2 separate regions of the Pan troglodytes genome follow, and region 2 is linked to region 1. Evidence: chromatin contacts called from public HiChIP or PLAC-seq data. All regions are on one chromosome and are shown on one strand. The core of a region is the stretch at or near the end of the contact, and the rest is flanking DNA. Distances in the headings are between cores, read along the strand shown.

Region 1 (5,480 bases), core at 1,562-4,061:
TTGTTCACTCATGTTGTCCTAAAACAGACCTTTGATCATTCATGGGCAGGACCACTCTCTCTGAGGGAGGGCGACCAGATTAATTACCCACAAATGTGTTGACTCAAAGCCTTTGTCATTAAGTCTGTGCTGAATAAATGCCTGCAGGACCAGCTAGTCAGGCCACGGGGCTGGAACAACTCTTTCTGTGAAAGGTCCAGCCCCCTAGCCAGCTCTTTCACTGAATACTGGTGTCTGAGTACATTATTCATCTGTAGTGCAGCCCGGGTCTGTGGGTCAGACCCTGGCAAGTTAGCCGGATGTGGTGACACATGCCTGTGATCCCAGCTACTCGGGAGGCTGAGGCACGAGAATCTCCTGAACCCAGGAGGCAGAGGTTGCAGTGAGCCAAGATAGTGCCACTGCACTCCAGTCTGGGGCAACACAGTGAGACCCCATCTCAAAAAAAAAATGTAACTCAAGACCAGGTACGGTGGTCACACCTGAAATTCCAGCACTTTGAGAGGCTGAGGCTAGTGGATCACTTGAGCCCAGGAGCTCAAGACCAGCCTGGGGAATATGGCAAAATCCTGTTTCTACAAAAAAAAAAAAAAAAACGAAAATTAGCCAGGGGTGGTGGTATGTGCCTGTAGTCCCAACTACTCAGGAGGCTGAAGTGGGAGGATCATTTGAGCCCAGGTGGCTGCAGTGAGCTATGACTGTGCCACTGCACTCTAGCCTGGGTGACAAAGCAAGACCCTGTCTCAATAAATAAATAAACAAAATAAAACTGTAACTCAGTGTTCATAGCAGCATTATTCACAACAGCCAAAAAGTGGAAGCAAAGGCAATGCCCATCCTCCGATGAATGGATAGACACACTGTGGCACCCAAACACCCAGACAGTGGAATAGTATGCAGCCATAAAAAGGAAGGAGGCTGGGCACAGTGGCTCACGCCTGTAATCCCAACACTTTGGGAGGCTGAGGCAAGAGGATCACTTGAGGCCAGGAGTTTGAGACCAGGCTGGCCAACATGGCAAAGCCCTGTCTCTACTAAAAATACAAAAATTAGCCTGGCATAGTGGCACATATCTACAATCCCAGCTAGTCGGGAGGCTAAGGCACAAGAAACGAGAGTCGCTTGAGCCCGGGAGGCAGAGGCTGCAATGAGCCGAGATTGTGCCACTGCACTCCAGCCTGGGCAAAAGAGTGACACTCTGTCTCAAAGAAAAAAAAGGAATGAAGTACTCATATGTTCTACATCATGGATGAACCTTGAAAATGATGCTGAAAACAGCCAGACACAAAATGCCACATACTGTATGGTTCTGTACACATGGAATGTCCAGAATTGGCAAATCCATAGATTTTAAAAAGTAGATTCGGCAGGGCACAGTGGCTCACGCCTGTAATCCCAGCACTTTGGGAGGCTGAGGCTCACTTGAGGTCAGGAGTTCAAGACCAGCCTGGCCAACATGGTGAAACCCTGTCTCTACTAAAATACAAAAATTAGCCAGGCATGGTGGCAGGCACCTGTAATCCCAGCTACTCAGGAGACTGAAGCAGGAGAATTGTTTGAACCCGGGAGGTAAAGGTTGCAGTGAGCCCAGATCGCACCACTGCACTCCAGCCTGGCCATAGAGCGAGACTCTGTCTCAAAAAAGCAAAAAAAAAAAAAAAAAGAAAGAAAGAAAAAGTAGATTCGTGGTTGGTGGGGGAGGGGAGGAGTACATGCTAATGGGTTTCTTCTTGGGGTGATGAAAATGTCCTAAAGTTAGACAGCAGTAAGGGTTGCACAACCTTGTGACTACACTAAAAACCACTGAAGTGTGACTTTAAAAGGGTCAATTGAATGGTATGTGAATTATATCTCAAGAAAACAAACTCAGCTGGCATCACCCCCTGCCCCACCCTGTGGTAAAGCTGGGTCCTTGTTGGCTGGTGAGGGCTCTCCTAATCTGCACCCCCTCCTCACCTCCAAACCCACGGCATTGCTGCTCCTGGAACCCCAGCCACACCTAGGTACCCGGCCCCTCCCAGCCTTCACCTGCGCCTTTACAGAGGCCCCATCAGACCACCGGGCCCCCCACCCTCCACACGCCCACCCCGTGAAGAGACTCCCTTTCCCCTGGCTCTTCTGAATTTCTGGCATACTATACGATTTCCTTATTTTTCCTTATTTTTATTTTTTAATAGAGACGGGGTCTCACTATGTTACCCAGGCTGGTCTCGAACCCCTTGTCTCAATCAATCCTGCCTCAGCCTCCCAAAGTGCAGGCATTGCAGGCTGAGCCACCACAGCCGCCACGACCTTCTCTTCTGGAGCGTGTCGCTTTTGTAATTATGATGTAAACTCCGGGCACGCGGGGACCCTCGCGCTTCGCTCACTAATTTGTCCCCAGACCCTACTACCTGGCACAGTAGGCGCTCAATACTGTTGATTGAATAAACGACTGCTACTTTGGAAATCATGTATTATTTAAATCACATGTTTAAACGCACATAAACTTCTGAGTAGTGTTTTCTGCACACACAAGATGTCTCCAGGGGTACCAAAGAATGCATTTTCCACGTTTGTCCCTAAACGTTAATGCATAAGTAACCTTGGTCACCAACAGATGTGAGGGCACGTGACGTTCGGGCTGCGCCCTCCCCGCCCCGGCCCTGCACACAGTAGGGCCGCACCGCGCTTTGCAAACAGGTGGACTCGGCAGAGGCGCGACCGCCCTCACCGCAGAGAGCTGGGCCACCTGCAGACTCTCAGGACACCCAAGGCCCCACCTCCCACCCGGAAAAGAGACGATACGCCGGGCGCAGGCGCAGAAGCCGCGCCCGTCCGCGGCGCCGCCAGCCAGGGCGGAAACGGCAACGGCTTCGCTAGGGACGCATGCGCGGGTCCCTTAGTTTTCGCGAGATAACGGTCGAAAACGCGCTCTTGTCGATTTCCGGTAGTGAATCAGGCGCCGCAGTGCAGGGTCGGGGGTGGAATCCTTGGGCCGCTGGGCAAGCGGCGAGACCTGGCCAGGGCCAGCGAGCCGAGGACAGCGGGCGCGCGGAGGGCCGGGCCGCAGCCCCGGCCGCTTGCAGGCCCCGCCATGGACCCGTTCCTGGTGCTGCTGCACTCGGTGTCGTCCAGCCTGTCGAGCAGCGAGCTGACCGAGCTCAAGTTCCTATGCCTCGGGCGCGTGGGCAAGCGCAAGATGGAGCGCGTGCAGAGCGGCCTGGACCTCTTCTCCATGCTGCTGGAGCAGAACGACCTGGAGCCCGGGCACACCGAGCTCCTGCGCGAGCTGCTCGCCTCCCTGCGGCGCCACGACCTGCTGCGGCGCGTCGACGACTTCGAGGCGGGGGCGGCGGCCAGGGCCGCGCCTGGGGAAGAAGGTGGGCGCGGGGCCGGGCCGGTGGAGCCAGGGCCTGGTCGCCCGGCTGTAGGTGCTGCGAGGCTCCTCCGGTTGGCTTCCAGGCGCCTCCCCTTTGCCGGGTTTGATTTGCGTGGGTTTTCTCCGTACAGCCCTGGTTTTGCAGATGGGAGAGCCAGAAACGCAGAAAAGTTAACTTATTCGAGGTTGCAGGGCGTGGACACGCACAGTCCTTTTTCCTCCACCCCCTTCTGCCCGGGTAAATTAGAAAACTCACTGAAGAAAAGATGAGTCAGAGAAGGTGTGGGGGAGGGGCAGAGGTTGGGTGAGCCTGCCTCGCATCATTTCCTTTCTGTCTCGGAATATGCTTTTCACGGCTGTCTGAGAGTAATACTAGCATTCAGTAACTCCTACCCAGGGGCTTACAGTGTGCCGCTTACCCTTGTAACTGCCAAATACAATTTTCGCAGTAGCCCTGTGGCTTAGATACTGTTAGCTATCACTGTTCCCATTTTACAGAGGACAGGACTGTGGCTCACAGGTTAAGTGGCGTTGCCGAAATGCGCAGCCGATAACTGACGGAGCTAGGCTTGAGCCAAGCAGTCCGGCCTCCGGATGGGTGGTGTTAGCCACTGCACTGCCTCTCTGGTCAAGTTCATTGTGGAGTGGCTTCCTGTCCTGCTCTCGGTCACTCCCTCTCCACCCTCGCCTGTGGATTGCAGCAGCTTCCAGGATAAAAAAGAAACTCTGAGTACAGCAGAGTTTCTCAGCCCTACCCCCCTTGTTCTCAGAGTCGGGAGAGGCTTGGGAGTGCTCTGGGGACGCCTCTCAGAGGCTTCAAGCTGTAGCTTGGAATCAGCCATTCAGTCACCAATCAGATAGGGCCTAAATGTGTCACCATGGGTTTCACTCTGTAAGGACTGGTGCCTGTTGAGGACAGGATGGACAGAACAGCTCTCTGCCTGAGAGCAGTCAAGTCCAGATTTTAAAAAAACATCAGTACTGAACAAACAAAACAGGACGTAGAAAAATCGGGTTTTATGGATATTTAATGTCTGGAGAAACACTGATAAATTGCATTTTAAAGGCGGTCTACGAAACATAGCTGACATTTGAGATGTATGTGTGCTTGGTTTTATTTATATTGTCATGTAGTTACTGTGTGCTGGGAAAAGTACACCAGAAGGTGAGCAGTGGGTATGGACAGGTTGGTAGCGGGCGACTGTGCCTTCCTCCCCAGAAGTTCAGCATAGCGGTTAAGGGTGGACTCTGGCACCACACTCTTAGGGTTTCAGAACATGGCTCTGCCATCGTCTAGCTACACGATCTCAGGAATGTCCATTAGCTTTCCTGTGCCTCAATTTCCTCATCTGTACAGTCATGGTAACACAGTGCCCAGCCCACAGGGCTGTCAGAGCTGCGGGAGCTGGTACACCTGCCAACGGTGTCTCAGAATTGCCAGGAGTAGTCCAAGCAGCACCCTGTCCTGCCTCTCCTTTCCTCTCTTCACATTCCAGAAGCGGCCTTTTATGGTCTTGTGACCAGCTCCCTGATCTCAGTGGTGACGTCAACAGATGAGGAGTATGGTAGCCAGGGACTGAAGACTGGTGGTCACTCGGGGCAGCTTTCTAAATAACAATTGGAGTGCCTACTAGTTTCCTGTGATTGCCATAACAAATGATCACAAATCTGGTGGCCTGAAGCAATAGAAATCTACCCCCTCAATCTGGAGGCCAGAAATCTGAATAAGCAGGGTGCAACAGACCGGCACACCCTCGGAATGCTGTTGGGGAGGCTCCTTCCGGGTCTCGTCCGCTTTGTGGTGGCTCCAGGCATTCTTTGACTTGTGGCCGCTTCACTCCAGGCTCACACGGCCTTCCCTGTGTGTCTCCTGCAAGGATACCTATCATTGGTGCATCCAGGTCATCCAGGATGATCTCCTCTCAAGACCCTCGGCTTACCTTTGCAAAGATGCTTTTTCCAAAGAACATTCATGGTTTCAGCAATTTCACGTGAACATACCTTGAGGTGACATCGTTCAACCTGCTGTAGGGCAGGATGTGGGATCAACCCTATTTTCTTCCCTCCCACAACTCCCCAGCCCCTCCCTCAGTGTCTCCTGCCCTAAGTAGGTAGCTCC
Region 2 (5,335 bases), core at 2,601-5,100, 200 kb after region 1:
GGATTTTCTTTTGCTTTCACGTAACAGGTCAGGGTGTATGTCCAGGTCAGGCAGAAGAGGAGAAAGGGATAGTAAGGAAGATCTGTTCCACGCAGTCTTGGAGGGATGCAGGCTGGTGGGCTCTGCCATCCTCAAAACAGGGCTTCCAAGGTTGTACCTGTCACCTGTAGTAGGCTGAATAATGGCCTCCAAATATGTCTGCATCCTAATAGTCAGAACATGTGATGTTGCTTTACATGGCAAAAAGGAGTTAGCAGATGTCATGACATTAAGGATCTTGAGATGGGAGGATATTCTGGGTGGGTCTGAAATGGGATCCCAAGTGTTCTTGTAATAGGGAGGCAAAGAGACATATCCGTACAGAGAGAAAACAGGTGTGAAGATGAATGCGTGGGTCTGAGGGATGCAAGAAGCTAGAAAGGCCACAGATGGTTCCTCCCCTAGAGTCTCCAAAAGGAACAGGCCCCACTGACACCTTGACTTTAGCCCATGAAACTGATTTCAGACTCTGGCTTCCAGAGCTGAAGAGCATATATTTGCATTGTTTTGAGGCACTGAGTCTGTCATAATGTGTTGCAGCAGCCTAGGAAGCTGGTCCACGGTAGGAGGCAGCCCCGGGGAGGAATGATGGTCCAGGCTCAGAAGCCATGCATGTCACCTCCCCTCATGTTCCATGGGCGAGAACCTGGCCACGTGGCAGCTCCCAACTCCAAGGGAAGCTGGGAAATGTAGTAGAGCTGGACACTCACATGTCCACTTAGTACCAAGGAGGGTGGGGGCGCTGGGTGGACAGCTACATCTCCGTCACATGTGTTGTGTTGAGTCCTACAGTCCTGCGTGGTGGTGCAAATGCCCCAGGTCCAATCTGCACTCTAAGTCAGGGACTGGTTTGCTCAGGTCCTGGACATAAGGCTGTCTGGACATCCCTCTTTGGCTGCATGGGTTTTTAAAATTTTTCTTTATTTTTATTTTTTTGAGACAGGTTCACACCATGTTGCTCCAGCTGGTCTTGCACTGCTGGGCTCAAGTGATTCCTCCCACCTCGGCCTCCCCAAGTAGCTGGGACCACTGGTGCGCCCCTGGCTGCGTGCTTCTTTTACAAGCGTGGGTGACCCAGGCCCAGCAGCTTTGCAGTTGCAGGCCCACTCAGCACTTTGCATTTCTCTTCATTTCTGGCTCACAGAGATATCACTTTTTTTTTTTTTTTTTTTTTTTTTGATAGAGTCCCGCTGTGTCTCCCAGGCTGGAGTGCAATGGCGCGATCTCAGCTCACTGCAACCTTCACCTCCCGGGTTTGAGCGATTATCCTGCCTCAGCCTCCCAAGTAGCTGGGATTACAGGCGCCTGCCACCACGCCTGGCTTATTTTTGTATTTTTATTAGAGACGGGTTTTCACCAGGTTGGCCAGGATGGTCTCGGACTCCTAACCTCAAGAAATCCATCTGCCTTGGCCTCCCAAAGTGCCGGGATTATAGGCATGAGCCACGGCGCCCGGCTTCGACCTATTTTTGAGCACAGCTATACTTCTTGCTTTGCAAATTTTACACTGTATGTGTAATTCCTGTGGCCAGCCTCAGTCTCTGCCACACATTCTCCTGCGGAGCACAATGGGCATGTGGAAGAGTGTGCTGCCCCTTTCTCTCTGGGAGCCACTCTGAAGCACCCTGCTCTTCACCGGCAGCAGACTGGTCTTTCTAAGCCACGAACGCTGCCCTCCTGCTGAAAAGTCTGCAGTGAGCTTTGTCTTTCCTTCTCTGTAAAATTAGCCCAGCTAATTTTTGTACTTTAATTTTAGAGACGGGGTTTCACTATGTTGGCCAGGCTGGTCTTGAACTCCTGACCTCAGGTGATCCACCTGCCTTGGCCTCCCAAAGTGCTGGGATTACAGGCATGAGCCACCGCGCCTGGCTGCTATATTTTCTTTACATGTTTTCTTGAATAAAATACATTTTCTTCAACCTAAAAGTTCATTTTTCCAATTTTAATAGAAATAAGAACATTTCCGTGGGCGCCCAAAGATATGTCCACAGCCTAATCCTCAGCACCTATGACTATGACCTCTTATGGCAAAAGGTGTGACACAGTGAGGGACTTGAGAGGAGGGGTTTGTGCTGGATCAATACAGTCACAGGGCTCCCTCTGAGATGGACACCACCGGCTATGCCTGCTTTTTTGACTAGATGATTTCATACCTCTGTAGAGGCAGAAATTAACCTTTAAAAAACAGGCAGCAATGTGGCCTGGCAATGTGGTGGCTCACACATGTAATCCCAGTGCAGGAGGGTCACTTGAGCACAGGAGTTCGAGACCAGCATTAGCAACACAGCAGGACCCAGTATCTACAAAAATATTAAAAAATTAGAGGCCGGGCATGGTGGCTCATGCCTGTAATCCCAGCACTTTGGGAGGCCGAGGCGGGAGGATCACCTGAGGTCGGGAGTTCGAGACCAGCCTGACCAACATGGAGAAACCCTGTCTCCACTGAAAATACAAAATTAGCCAGGCAAAGTGACGCACGCCTCTAATCCCAGCTACTCGGGAGGCTGAGGCAGGAGAATTGCTTGAACCCGAGAGGCAGAGGTTGCAGTGAGCTGAGATGGTGCCATTGCACTCCAGCCTGGGCAACAAGAGGGGAACTCCATCTCAAAAAAAAAAAAATTAGCTGAGTGTGGTGGCACGTGCCTGTAGTTCCAGCTACAGCTACTTGGGAGGCTGAGGTGGGAGGATCACTTGAGCCCAGGAGATCGAGGCTGCAGTGAGCCTTGATTGCACCACTGCACTCCAGCCCCTGTCTCTAAAGATTAAACAAACAAACAAAAAAAAACAGTCAGCAATGTAAAAAAAAAAAAATTTTTTTTTCAGAGATGAGGTCTATATTGCCCAGGCTGGTCTTGAACTCCTGAGCTCAAGCAATCCTCTGGCCTTGCCGCTCAAAGTGCTGGGATTACAAGCCTGGCCAACAATCCTTGTGCACAGAAAATGCAAATTAGCTGTGTCCAGTTAAATGCAATTGACCTTTGCACTAGAGATAGATCAGTTTTTGCAAATTCATTTCAGCATTCGTCTTCGGTTTTTTTTTTTTGACACAGGGTTTCTGTTGCCCGTGCCGGAGCGGTCCTTTTGCCTCAGCCTCCAGAATAGCTGGGACCACAGGTAAACGTCACCATGCCTGGCTAATTTTTTTCTTAAAAAAAATTTTTTTTTTTGGTAGAGACAGGGTCTTGCCATGCTGCCCAGGCTGGTCTCAAACTCCTGACCTCCAGCAATCCTCCTGCCTTGGCCTCCCAAAGTGTTGGGATTACAGGCGCGAGGCACTGCATCTGGCCAAATTCTTTAAACAATTTGTAACAACTTATGATGTATTCATTATCGAGTTAAATAAAATATTTGACGTGTTCATTTTATATGTGTATGAAGGTCATGATTTTACCTTTAAAAAAATGGTCAACACCTGACATTTCCTTCCGCCACCCGCACTTCCAATTCATCCTCACATCTGACAGTTTAGCTTTCTAAATGCCTCTTGCATCTATCCACTTCTCCCCATCTTACCTGCCACCAGCGGTCTGCCCGAATTGGCTACATTAGGCTCTACCTGGCCCTTCTCCCATCCATTCTCCACACAGCAGCCAGAGTGATCTCATTACAATTCAAACTTCATTATGTCTTATTTATTTATTTAGCGATGGCGGGCGGGGGCGGGGGTCTCGCTATGCTGACCAGGCTGGTCTCGAACTCCTGGCCTTAGGCGATCCTCCCATGTCAGCCTCCCAAAGTGTTATGATTACAGGCGTGGGCCACTGCGCCTGGCCCAAACTTCATGATGTCTCTTATCAGCTTAACTTCCTCCGAGGACTTCCCGTGTCTCCCAGAATAAAGACCGAGGTCTTCGCTGTGCTCTTTCGGCCTCTGCATGACCTGGCCCCTCTCACACCACAGCTCCGCTGCACCACCAGCCCTCTACCATGCTGAGCTGAGCCTCCTCCAGTTCCCCTGCTGCAAGACCGTTCCTGCCTTGGGACCTCTGAACCTGCTGTTGGCCTGCCTGGAAAATTCTTCCCTCCTTACCTTGTTTACTCTTATAGGGCCTTCACATCTTGGCTAACATGTGAATCGCCCAAAGAAACCTCTGGTCTCCCAGGGGTTCAGGTCCTACCGTCTCCCCAATACGATGTTATGAAACTCTCACTTCTTGGCATTTATCTCATTTCCCAGGTGAGTACCCATGTGGTTTAACGCTTGACTCACCTTCTAGGCTGCTATGTCCCTGTGGCCGGGGCTCACGTCCCTGGCACGCATGTGGTCCTTTCTTGGGGGGGAGGTGCATGGTGAGCGGACGAGGACGGCTGAGGGCGCGCGCGGAGGGAGGATGGAGAGATGAAGAGGCTCCCCGCTCCCGGACTCAGGGCACGTGCGTCTCCTCGGCTGGCTTCCTTCCCCCGGCCCCGGGCAGCGCCGCGGATCCTGAGACCCCGCCGCGGGCTGTGTGCTGCTCAGCGCCCATCCTCTGCGCGCGCAACGCTACTTCCGGGCGAGCTCTGCAGACTCGCCACAGGCCGGGCTAGCGCTTAGCCAGCTGCGGGCGGACCCCCGGGGCTCTTGCGGGCCAGGACGCGGGAGGAGGCGGGGCAGGGGGCGGGGTCGCGCGGGGACCCGGATGCGGCCCCGCCCCCGCCCGCGGAACCGGAAGTAGAGCCTGGCGCCTGGGAGCGGCTGGCGCGGCGGGATCCAGGGCCGACCCGGGCCGGACCGACCCCAGGCGGCGGTGAGCGAGCGCGGCGTCCGCCCGGGGTGCAGGCCGGGCTCTGCTTCTTCCCTCCTGTGGCGTCGCCTGGCCGCGAAAGGGGAAGGAAGCGGCGGCCGCAGCGGTCTCACCGCTCTTCCGCTTGCGGTTTCGGGGGCCGGGGCAGAGTGGCGAGGCTTTCCCGGCCTGGGGCGGGGCAGGGCGTGGGCCGGGGGTCCGCGAGGGCCACGAGGACGGGTCTGGGCCCAAGGAGGCCGGGCAGGGGGCAAGGGGGCACGGAGGGCTTGGGGCTGGGGTCCGCGGAGGAAGGTTAGAAAGGGGCCAAATTGGGGTATCAGCTCTGAGGGGAGGGTCCCTGGGCGCCGGGGGGCTCCAGGGCAGGAGAGGGGCCAGGCTGGGAGGGGTCTTGGGTCCGAGGGAATAGGAGAGGGGGATGGGCTCCGAGGGGGAGGGTATTGGGGCCCGAGGGAGATGGGCTGGGCCTGTGGGGTTCGGGGGTCTGAGCGGAGGGGGCCGGGGTTCGAGGGGCCAAGGAAGGTGGGTGTGGGGGGTCTCAAGGAAAGGGCGAGGGGTCTGAGAGGGAGGGGTCTG

The links. HiChIP or PLAC-seq counts read pairs in DNA pulled down with a chosen protein or histone mark.
Region 2: a contact with region 1 is called in an H3K4me3 HiChIP or PLAC-seq map of stem cell-derived excitatory neurons, with 3 times the contacts expected there. The contact joins the promoter of CTTN here to the promoter of FADD in region 1. A contact is called at or near these places in 1 of 7 Hi-C or Micro-C datasets (stem cell-derived neural progenitor cells) and 1 of 1 datasets of contacts at active chromatin or transcription factors (stem cell-derived excitatory neurons).

Annotation. Positions count from the first base shown.
Region 1 is chr9:72,257,176-72,262,655 of NHGRI_mPanTro3-v2.0_pri, forward strand. FADD (Fas associated via death domain) reads left to right here and starts at 2,812. Exons shown (of 2, transcript XM_508611.8): 1 at 2,812-3,362. The coding sequence starts at 3,077. All of the region lies in intron 3 of LOC107967138 (a long non-coding RNA gene), which reads right to left.
Region 2 is chr9:72,455,284-72,460,618 of NHGRI_mPanTro3-v2.0_pri, forward strand. CTTN (cortactin) reads left to right here and starts at 3,851. Exons shown (of 17, transcript XR_010147269.1): 1 at 3,851-4,215. LOC134807260 (a long non-coding RNA gene) reads right to left here and starts at 4,509. Exons shown (of 2, transcript XR_010147270.1): 1 at 4,249-4,509.